Linked DNA regions of Mus musculus: all the other regions are linked to region 2. The links are chromatin contacts, called in public HiChIP or PLAC-seq and promoter capture Hi-C maps. All regions are on one chromosome and are shown on one strand. The core of a region is the stretch at or near the end of the contact, and the rest is flanking DNA. Distances in the headings are between cores, read along the strand shown.

Evidence for each region. Promoter capture Hi-C pulls out the DNA fragments that hold promoters and counts their contacts. HiChIP or PLAC-seq counts read pairs in DNA pulled down with a chosen protein or histone mark.
Region 1: a promoter capture Hi-C map of liver shows a contact between it and region 2, with 2.3 times the contacts expected there. The contact joins the promoter of Cdip1 here to the promoter of Naa60 in region 2. A contact is called at or near these places in 2 of 39 promoter capture datasets (cranial neural crest and liver) and 1 of 484 Hi-C or Micro-C datasets (CD4 T cells).
Region 3: a contact with region 2 is called in a FOXA1 HiChIP or PLAC-seq map of pancreatic cancer cells. The contact joins the promoter of Dnaja3 here to the promoter of Naa60 in region 2. A contact is called at or near these places in 4 of 115 datasets of contacts at active chromatin or transcription factors (bone marrow-derived macrophages, memory CD8 T cells, microglia and 1 more).

Annotation. Positions count from the first base shown.
Region 1 is chr16:4,787,434-4,791,246 of GRCm38.p6, reverse strand. It overlaps Cdip1 (cell death inducing Trp53 target 1), which reads left to right and starts at 1,306. Exons shown (of 6, transcript NM_025670.5): 1 at 1,306-1,416.
Region 2 is chr16:3,882,899-3,886,365 of GRCm38.p6, reverse strand. Naa60 (N(alpha)-acetyltransferase 60, NatF catalytic subunit) reads right to left here and starts at 1,747. Exons shown (of 7, transcript NM_029090.3): 1 at 1,560-1,747. It also overlaps a transcript of Zfp597 not described here.
Region 3 is chr16:4,682,354-4,685,847 of GRCm38.p6, reverse strand. Dnaja3 (DnaJ heat shock protein family (Hsp40) member A3) reads right to left here and starts at 1,778. Exons shown (of 11, transcript NM_001135112.1): 1 at 1,504-1,778. The coding sequence starts at 1,714.

The sequences.
Region 1 (3,813 bases), core at 57-2,556, 910 kb before region 2:
TCCCAGCACTTGACAGACTGAGCGGTAGGAGGATGGTTGTGAGCCTGAAAGACTCAGAGGAACACCCTGCCTAAACATACAAAAGGATCCGTGAGATGGCTCATGGGTCTTTGCCATTTTGGAAGACCTGAGTGAGAACCAAAGCCCACATGCTGGAAGGAGGCCTGACTCCTGAAAGTTGCCCTTTGACATACATGCGTGCCTCACACACACACAAATACAAAAGAAAAAGAAGAGAGCTTTAGTTTCCATGTGCAATAAATCCAAACTTCATTGATGACCTTGGTGCTGTCTTCCAGTCTTCACCTTGCTGGCCAAAGTGCCTTTCAAAAGTTCATCTATACCAGTCTTCTTTCTTTTCTTTCTTTTTTTTTTTGTTTTTGTTTTTTTTTGTTGTTGTTGTTGTTTGTTTTTTGGAGACAGAGTTCTCTGTATAGCCCTGGCTGTCCTGGAACTCACTCTGTAGACCAGGCTGGCCTCGAACTAAGAAACCTGCCTGCCTCTGCCTCCCGAGGGCTGGGATTAAAGGCGTGCGCCACGACTGCCAGTCTCTTTCTTTACTTCACACCTCATCCCAACATAGCCTTTCCTACCTTCCCTACTCAGAGGCAACACTCTAATTCTGTTGGGACATCCTGTTGCTTTCCTTTGAGATGCTGGTCATTTTGTGGCTTATTTGTGTATTGTCTGTCAGAGTGGAATCTGTGTGAGGGCAGGGACAGCTGGTGTGGTTCACAGCTTCATGAAAGCCCAGGCAGCTTAGGGCAAGGGTGGTAGCTCTCCCTCAACTCTTGGGGTGCGCAGCACGCCTGGCTGGCTGGCCTGAGGGAGCGCTAGCACCACCATCTTTCTTTCGAGCCTTTCCCCCCCCCATCATAAAGGCCTGGGGAACTACCACTCGTTCGTCTCCCACCCGCAACGGGCCTCCACTGACGTCATCCAAGCTCATTGCGTGAGGCGCGAAGCCCCGCCCTAAGGCGAGAGGCCAGGAGGTTGGGCCTTTCTCCACAGCCTTGCGGTTCCCTCTGGACAGCTACGGGGCTGAGGCAGCCTTTCCTGCGGCAGCGCTTGGCCGGTGAGGGGCTGGAACTGACGGTGAGTCACCTCTGAGACTTCCAAGCGGCTTCCGAAGGGACCCCTCTCACACGCCGAGGCGGGGGCTAGGCTTCGAAACCCTCCGCCCGCGTGACCTAGCCCGCCGAGCTCCGCCCTCACCCGCCGCGCGGTGGGTGCCGGGAGCTGTAGGCTCCCGCCTCAGGGAATGCTGCGGGTGCGCCGAAAGACTACAAATTCCAGGGTCCTCTCGGTGCGGGGGCGGTGAGTGCTGCGAGTCCTCTGGTAGAGGGGCTCCTCGGAGCAGCGGGCCGGACCACTGCAGATCTCTGTCCCTCTGGCCTCAGGCTTCTGGATTTCGAGGTAAACGGGCCTGGGTTGTCGTGGTGGAGTCCGTTCCCTCCGAAACGCCACGCAAAATCAGGGCAGTTGATTTCGGCGTGGCTGCAGCTGCGGGGCTGCGAGGGCTAGCATTCCAGGGCCCCGAGCGAACTGGGCCTGCAGACAGGGGATATCAGCCAGAGAAGGGCCAGCCCACTCGGGTGATTATCACGCCTTTCTACTTTTCTGTAAGCGACGGCTGTACGAGCCATTTTCCTCGGGGTATGGAGGGTTGAGGAACGGCGATCGGTCGGGGAGGATCCCTGAGGTAAGCCTCAGAGACCCGCGGGTGACCTTGGCGGTCCTGGAGGAGGCCGTCTCGCCCTCTTTCCCCCGCCGGTTTGCAGGTCTAGACTTGGCTCTACGTGGCGCTCCGGCAGGACGTTAGGAAGGCGAGGGGCTGGCGAAGCCCCAAGCCATCCAGGACCTTGGAGAAGGTGGGTCTCCTGGGACCTCTCAACAGGTGTCAAGGAAGATGGAGTGATCAGGATAGGATCCTCTGTATCAGAAAGACCTGGACTTTCCCCATTCCCCAGGATCTGATTTGAGTATTTATGGGGTAAGGCCCAGAAATCTGCATTTAGTAAGCTCTCCAGAAATTCTCATGCACACTTGGAACTGAGAATCTGTGTCTTGGGAGTAAGGATCAGGGACTTTGGGGAGAGGGCATGCAGTAGTTTTTATATCAGTTTTGTAGTGTACTCCAAACAGGGCATTTTCTGGGCAAATAGGACTGCTCTTTCTGGTCCTTAGCTTGTTGGTGCTGACCAGAGTTGGGTGGGAAGAAAGAGGTGAACATGTCTGCTCTTCTTGCTCTCTGCTCATAATAAGAAAGATATTTTTGGTCACTCACTATCTCAAAGACCTCCTCTACCTTGACATTAGTTAGGAAAAATTCAAAGCATACAAAAACCGTTGAACTTTACAGTGCACACCTATGGACTACCACCTAGAATGTACAATTAATATCTTTATTGGGTACTTATCCTTCAGTCTTTTATTTTCATGCCAAAGTACATGCAGATAATAGTATATTTCCATTCCTAGTAAAGCTTACATATTATTAACTAGACTTAGAAATCTTGTTGCTTATTGATTTTTTTTTTCCCCTTGGCTATTTGAAAATCAGTCTGCCTCCCAGTCCTGACGATCCAAAGGGTTTTGGAGGGTTTCTATAGGATGTGTTTTTAGAACCAGGAAAGACCTTTACATGGATGTTGAGAAGGTAGCTGACCAGAAGAAAGAGGGAATGTGTAAAGAACACTTCAGGGGACAAAACTGTTTTGAGAGAGAGAAAATGGAATGTGTCCCAGAGGCCTGGTTGTCCCAGCAGATTATGCTGGCAATAATTAAAGTGAGTTGTCTGCTTGTTCAGTCCTTGGCCTTGTTCTCTTGGCTCTTTTGTATGTTTCAAGCTTGCCCATTTTGAACCTACTGGTGCCATGGATGTTTTTTAAGCTTTAGAACAGGGTTGAAGTGCACAGTTGGTGACCTCATAGTTACAGCTTTGAGTCCCACAGGCCTTTGTAATTGGCTCCATAGCTATGAACACCAGTCTGTCACACACTCTCTTCATTTGAAAGGGAGAAGAGACTGGCTCTGTGAAACTCTCTGTCTTGTAAGTAAAAGATCTTCTAGTGAGACATAGCATGTATGGAGTTCTCCAGAGTTCTTGGTCTTTCCTGGGGTGGGTGTTGGAAGTGTGGATGAGAGGTTTCTTGTCCTGTGAGAGAACTTAGAAGTAGATTGTACACAATAGAAATGGACTCATTTCTGGGAGGCACTGTGTCTTGTAGGAGAGGCTGCAGGGTAGGTATCCCACTACAGAGGCTATAGCTCTATGCCCTCAGCCTGTCTTACAACTACCTCCCCTCCCAGAACTACCACCCACACAGTTCTGAGCCTGTGGCCCCTTACACCTACCTGATGCCTCTTTTTTGAGTCATCAGACAACTTTGGTGATAATAGGGTCCTGGGACAAGTATTCCTAGACTTTAGATGGCAGATCACAATGAAGGCTCCTGAGATGGCAGACCACACTGAAGGCTCCTCTTTGTAACTCTGAAGCTTTAGGACAAGCCATTGCCCTTCCCAGACCTCATGTGCTACATTTAAGTGAAGAACAGCACCCAGACCAGATGATGGCAGGTGCCTGCTCTAAGTGCCGAGAAGATTCCCATTCCTTCATGGTAGACAAAAGAAAGGACATGAAACTGTAGGACAGCCGGGCGTGGTGGCGCACTCCTTTAATCCCAGCACTTGGGAGGCAGGGCAGGCGGATTTCTGAGTTCAGAGACATGCAAGGTACAGTGGGTGGGGCTGGAGTAGACTGAAGGAGGTTTGGGATATAGGGCTGAACATACATTTTCTCTCAAAACT
Region 2 (3,467 bases), core at 498-2,997:
CTATGCAACTTGGACAAGTCAAATCTAAAGATACTCTCCACACGGGTGTGTGGGTGTGGTTAAACAAACACTGACAAAATCTCTTCAAGTTACAACTTAAAGAGGTTAAAGATAGTAAGGACAAGACACATTGAGACTTAAAAAAACCAACAACCCGAAATTGTATGTTTTATGCTGGTGCTGGTGTGCTGACACCAGACCAGACTTAATTCTGTGACAAGATGTAACAATTTTCATGGAAACCCAGCCCAGGAAGCCTGATGTGGGGTTGTCTAGGTCTGTAAGATGAAAATCTAGCAAACTACAACCTTTTTAAAGAGTCAATGCAAACCCCACTCTCAGGGGGCTTACATCTGGCATATTATTCTTGTTGTATACAAAAACCCTAAAAGGAGGTGTGTAGACTTATGTTCCCTGCCATGAGCAGTGTACTACTTTGGCACGATGGCCCTTCGGCATCCTCTAGTTTTTAATCACATTGTACTAACTCGCAGTTCACTGGTGTGTGCATCTCTCTCTGTGTGTACTTATATGCTGTTTTTGTCCCAGACCTTCCTCTTCCTGACATTTCGGCTGGTAACAAGGTCACAGGCCTTCTAAAACTCTCCTCCATGTCACATGGTTTTGTGGACTCAAGTCTTTGCATAGATGATTTCGGGAGTAACATGACTTTGCCTGCTGGGTCACACAAGCCAGCAGACAAGCCAAGACTAATTCAGGGATTTTATGTTTCTAGTACTTTGAAAAAGGAAAAGCTCTTTGGCAACTTCCTTAATTAGCACTCCAGACACCACAGGAGCCACAGAGTTAGGCTGTGAGTCTCTTCTTTCAAGACCAAAGGGTGACAAGAATGACCCAAAAGCACATGGCTCTGGGACTTGGCAGAGTTAAGAGATCAATAAAGGAGCCAAAGTTTATGTTTATTGCAGCCTGGCTCCCCAAGCCTTGGGTTTTGACACCAGCAAGGCAGGCATTTGCTGGAGGTTCAGAAGGCCCAGAGTACCCTCTCCACAGCCCCAGCCCAAGACAGCAGCACTGGTCATAGATCCCCTTTTCTCCTTGGCAAATGTTTTCTCCAATTCAGAAGAAATAAGTCAGAGGCGATTATGGAGGGTCCGCTTAGCTTCCATGTGCCGGAATACCAAAAGTACTGCTGGAATGAAAAGACGCGACAGACCTAAAGCAGGGTCCTCGGCTTTCACGCGTGCAAAAAGTCGACAATTACCCCCAGCTCAACAAGTCCCTTAAGGGAGGCAGGCTGGAGCTAGAAGAGTCGACCAGACCCTTCACCTCCAAAACCAGAGGATGCCGCCTTTCCATCTCCCAATTCCTGCAATTACTGGCTGAGGGTCCCCAGAAAGGCCAATTCCCGACGCCCCACCGCGCCCCTCGCCGCCGTCACGGAAACAAACTGGGCGCTAAGAAGCGCCCCGCGCAGGGGTGGGTAAGGGGCTCTCCGGAAAACCCGGCCTCCCACGGGCGGGCAGTGCCCTCGGTGTCGCGACAGCGACCTCCTCACCGCCCCGATTTGCACCCGCCGAGGCCCCCGGCTGCCTCACCTCGGACGGGAGCCGGCGGCAGCGGACGGTGTCTCAAGGCTCAGCGCATCCTGGGGGAGCCGGGAAGCCGGACGTGGGACTGCGCGGTCCCCCGCGACAGATTATGTAACCGGCAGGGGCCGCAGCCGGGACAGGGAAGGCGGCCCCGCGGCACTTCCGCCTCTCCTGTGCTGCCGGCGGCGCAGCCCGGAAGATCATTGGCTGCTACGCCATGTGGCACCGCCCTCCCTGACGCCGCCGCCACCATGTTGGGAGCTGGCAAGCCTCTGGCCGCTGGCGGGACCTGCTCCCGAAGCCTCCCGCACTGGCGGCGGAAGCTCAAGACAGCTGCGAGCCGCCCAGCTGCCCTTGCGTGCATGCGTGGACACCGGCGGCGGCGGGCCGGGGTTTCCGCGCCTTTCCTCAATCAAGCGGGTCAGAGGGCGCCTTTCCTCGATCAAGCGGGTCAGAGGAGCTCCGAGGCCTCCCTAGTCCTGAGACGCACGGCTCCGCCGCTGGCCTGCTCTTCCCCCACTGGAGGTTAGTATTAATAGATGCTGGCGCTGGTGATTGCTAGAAGCCCTGACTCAAAAGGCACCGCCCCGCGCTCGCGCTGACAGCCACAGAAGGGTGGTCGTGAGCTATCATTGCAGTGGACAAGTGACATTGGCCTTCAGGGCTGGGTGGGGGTGGGAGTTCTATATCCAGATGTAATTCAGAGATAATTCAGTTCGTGTAACCAGAGAAAAGCTTGCTGACCAACAGTTTATTCTTTGCTTTTAGATAACTAAAATGGTATGTAGTCAAAGGCTCAACCAACCTTAAAAAAATATTAATATCCAAGAAATACATCAGTGCTACATCCACTCCAGTAGTGACTCGCATTACAGGTTTAGAAACCTGGAAGCAGTCATGAGGTGAAGACTTTCACGGAAACTTCGCCTCCTGGAGCCTTGGCATTCCAATAGCACGTATACTCAAACCCTGTCCCAGCGTTAGTCTGGTGTATGGATTCGTGTGCTCTCTTTCAGTATTGTTTTATTATAAGTGCCTTTAAGGATTGATTTTGACATATAGCTAAGCCTTTGTCAGTGTTCCAATGTCCTGACCCTGAGCTTGGAATTCAGTAAGAATGTTACCTATTCAGTAACATTCAAATTCACTTCTAGTAGAGACAGTGAAAATAATCAGACATTACAATTTACTAGAACAGAGCTAGAAAAGCTCAGGGCCAGTCTGCATAGTAATTACTTAGAACAATAGCTGAGTTTCACCCAAACACAGGAATACACAATGGCCTAGGAAATAGGTGGGTTGGAGTATTACTCATGAAAGGGTTAGTAGAATGGAATTCCCCTGGTGCAGGTTTTTCACTAGGCCCAGAGGAATAGCATAATCAGGTATTTACTAAAGGACCACTGTAGGTGGGTTTAACAATAGACTAGCATTGCATCAGAGCATTCACCTGGCTCCTGTGTTTGGCTGATCTTAATTAAGGATTGTTTCTATTCTCAGTTGTAAACAAGGCCTGGCTCCCATTATCTTTTTATGTATGCATTTTCTTTGTTTTGTGTAAGAACCAATGTACCTTGGCAAATGTATTCGCCTAGCCTTCTTGTTTTTCGTCTGTAATATAAGACTGGTGCTCAATTTGACAAATTACATCCAGATACAGCACTCCCTTGTGTCTGTGTCTGTTTGTCACCTTTTTCGTCCCAACTCCATGCCTGCCTGCAACGGGAACCCTGAAATTTTTTTCCGCGGATTGAGGGAGGCTGACTGAGGCTGGTCCAAGGCACATCAATACATTTTTGTGTCTCAAACTGTGTAAAACATCACGATCTTAGAAACATAAAAAGCCATAGTCTTTAAACATCTTGGAAAGTAAGGTGTACCTCAATTGTAGAATTTTGTGGTTTCATATGTCAC
Region 3 (3,494 bases), core at 529-3,028, 800 kb before region 2:
ACTGAATGTATGTCTGTGAAGAGGTGTCAGATCCCCTGGAACTACAGCCACAGTCAGCTGAGAGCTACCATATGAGTGCTGGGAATTGAAATTGAACCTGGGTCCTCTAGAAAAGCCGTCAGCGTTCTGAACAGCTGAGCCATCTCTCCAGCCCCTGTTTGGGACTTGAGGAATGATCACAGACTAAAGTTTGGGGCCAAACTGATGACCTTAGATGTGGTGTCAGGATACACCACTACAGGATGCCATGTCCACACATATTGTCACTTGAGATAAAATATGCCCACTGTAGCCTATGGGCTGACTTGAGGAAAGCCAACTGCAGTTCTTCAGTTATGCTTTCATACAGAAGTAATACTTAGTGCCTGTGTACATGCGCCTCCATATCTCTCTCACACAAGGATACATAATTTAAAAGCCACTCTAAGGCATGCATGAAGCCTTATGCTTGATCCCTAGAACTACCCAAAATAAAGTTCAGTGCTTGCTTCCTTCATTCTCACTGAAAATTAAGTGATAACACAGTATAAGGAACTATGATGACAGAAAGATGGCTCAGCAATTAAAAGCACATACTGCTCTTGTAGAGGACACAAGTTCAGTTCCTAGTCCCTAAGTCTAGCAGCTCATAATTACAGGGGATCAGATGCCTCTGGCCCCTTTGGGCACCTGTACTTAAGAGCACATACCCACACACAGACACACAGAACTCAAAATAACTTACAAAAATATTTTTTAAAGAGACAGACAAGATCGTGGCTAAAACACTTCAAGGCTTAATGCACACTAATTTGGCATCCCCTCCAGCTATAAGGAAGGTAGGTACCATACCAAGTCTACCAGTTTTTAGCTTTGTGACTTTTTCAAGTTTTTTAACATCTAAACCTGTTTCTCCATAAAATGGAATGGTTAACAATGCCTGTCACATTGAAACATTCTCCAAGGAGTGAAATCATACTTCCTACACAATGTTTAATAAATGTTAGACTCCATTATTACATTCACTGACTTAAGGATTCTAAAAGACTGATAAATGCCCTTCTATTACACCACGTGATATTTAGGATGAACGCTATGAAATGACAATTCATCACACTCTCTAACCTTAATGAGGGCAAGCACCTGCATCTCCCTTGATTTATGGGTGCCTAGCACTCACTAAATGGCAGTTACATCTTCCACTACAAGCTAGAGCGTGAAGAAAAAGAGAAGGGCTATGACAAGGGGGCAGCAGCCTGGACAGAGAGGTGAACTGTTGACAGAGGTGAAGGTTCATGGCGTTCGGAGCGTTTCAACACCTCCGGCTCCACGCAGCTCTTTCCCCTCGACGGCTTCTGGGTAGCCAGCACCTTGGCCTCTCTGCCTCCTGCTTGCCTGTGTCCCCAGAAATTCCTCTCTTGGGCCGGAAGACATCTCCATCCCGCTACCCTGGTCATCAGATGGAGCCGAATCGCCCTTTCTAATCCCAGGAGCCTCTACTCCAGAGCTGGAAGCCTCCCTCACCTGTGAGGCGGACACCGGGTCTCAATGTCAGCAGCGCCCGGGGGCCGTGAGCGCCCATGGAAAGCCCGAAGGCAGAGACGCACAGCTTGCGACACAGGGATGTTGCCACTACGCCCCCCTGGGGCTGCTGGACCCCTCTCCCCGCTGCAGCCGGCAGCCGGGGAGTCCCCACTGCCACCCTCAACCAGCGTGGGGAACACCACGCAGCCATTTTGGCCCGGGGACACTGCGCCTGCGCAGACCGTCACTGGCCCGCCTCGCCGGTCGCGTCTTCCGGAGGCGAGGCATCCGTAGCACGCAGAGCGTAAGCATTGCGCACGCGCCTCGGTCTCCGAACGGTAGAACCTAGGCCAACGTGTACAAGTGCTAGACTATGAGGATGTCAGTTTGTAACTTTTCCCTGTATTGGAATTTTGTGAGGTAGGAACGAATGCTGCACTTTACTTGTGAATGTTGTCGCTGAGTGCAGCAACCATAATCTAGCGAGCCTTGCCCTGGCAGGAACTACAAACCCCAGCAGACAACGCGGCGTCAGTATCAGATTCCGGTATACCCCGTGTGGATGCCCTCCCTTGACCCTGAAAATTACATCTTATTACATGTTCTCTCAGAAAGGCTCCACCCCGGTTGTTGGCTGCAGTTTTTCCGCGTCTGATTCCTTCCCAGCAGAACTTGAAACACTCAGGTCCGTCTTAAACACGTTAGCCTTCTCCAAACCTGTAGCGAAAATTCAATGAGCATTGTAAATGCCTATTATGTATTGTGCGCCTGCTGTTTGTTATCCATGTTCTAGAAAGAATGTTAGAGGAAACCCGCTCCAGGGGAGCAAACTCGCCTTACAGGGACAGACTTCTTATTAAGTAACAACGGTAAGTGCTATCAAAGGTGCACAGTTACAAGCATACCAGTGTACTCGATCTGTTTCTTATGATAAGTTTCTTACACGCATAAGGCTTGGCAGTGGGGGGTGGGGGTGGGCTGTTAAACTTTCTGAGTCATAATGTCCATAACTGAACTTTGATGAAAAGTGAATCGAGTACAGATGTAGTATTCCAAGTGACGAAAACACCAAAAGCTGCCAGACTAGATTGAGGTAGGATGATCAGGAGTTCAAGATCATTTTCAGCTATAGAGCAAATTCGAGATAGTCTGGGCTACATGAGACCCCCATCTTCGAGTTAGGCCCGAAGGAAAATCCAACTCCCCAAACTCCAAAAGGCAGTACAAATATCCAGAAATAAGACTCAACCTGGAGTACAGGATTTCTAGTGGTTAGATAAAAACCAGCAAGTCAGGCAATGGTTTCTCACAACTTTAATCCCAACACATGGGAGGTAGAGATAGGCAGATCTCTAAGATTGAGGCCAGCCTGGACTACAGAGCAAGTTCCAGGATAGTTGGGGCTACCTGGAGAAATCCTGTTTTTGAAAAAAAAAATTGTGAAGCTGGTTCCTATTATCAAAAGGAGTCATTTTCTTTATCCCTGGCTGAAGGGACACGTGGCTATCTGTGGTGACTATTAGCATACCAAAGCACATCAGGCCTTCAGGCTCCCTTGTACCAAAAGTACCTGTTTCAAATTTCAAAGTTCATGCTAGCATCCTAGCTCTTCTCACTTCTTCCCCAACTTCAAACTCTGCAGCTCATGGGTCCCACTTCCCCAAGCTTATAACCCTTCGATTCTCTTTCTTTCTCTTTCTCTTTCTCCCTCTCCCTCTCCCTCTCTCTCTCCTCAAATTACCAGGTCTAGCATACTATGGAACAGTCATGTCATCAGTTTATTACAAAAATTTTTTAAAAAAGCTATAAAAGCTGGTGTCTAAATGTGTAGAAGTATATGCTTAAACCTTAAATTTAGTATACATAACTGAAAATGAAGCCAGAAAGCTAGACTGGGGCTGGTTAGTTAGGAAAGTTACATTTTTCACCACCCTCCCAAATAAAAGGAAGAGAATCTGAGGGCTTATGAATGGGTTTAGGATGATCAGTCT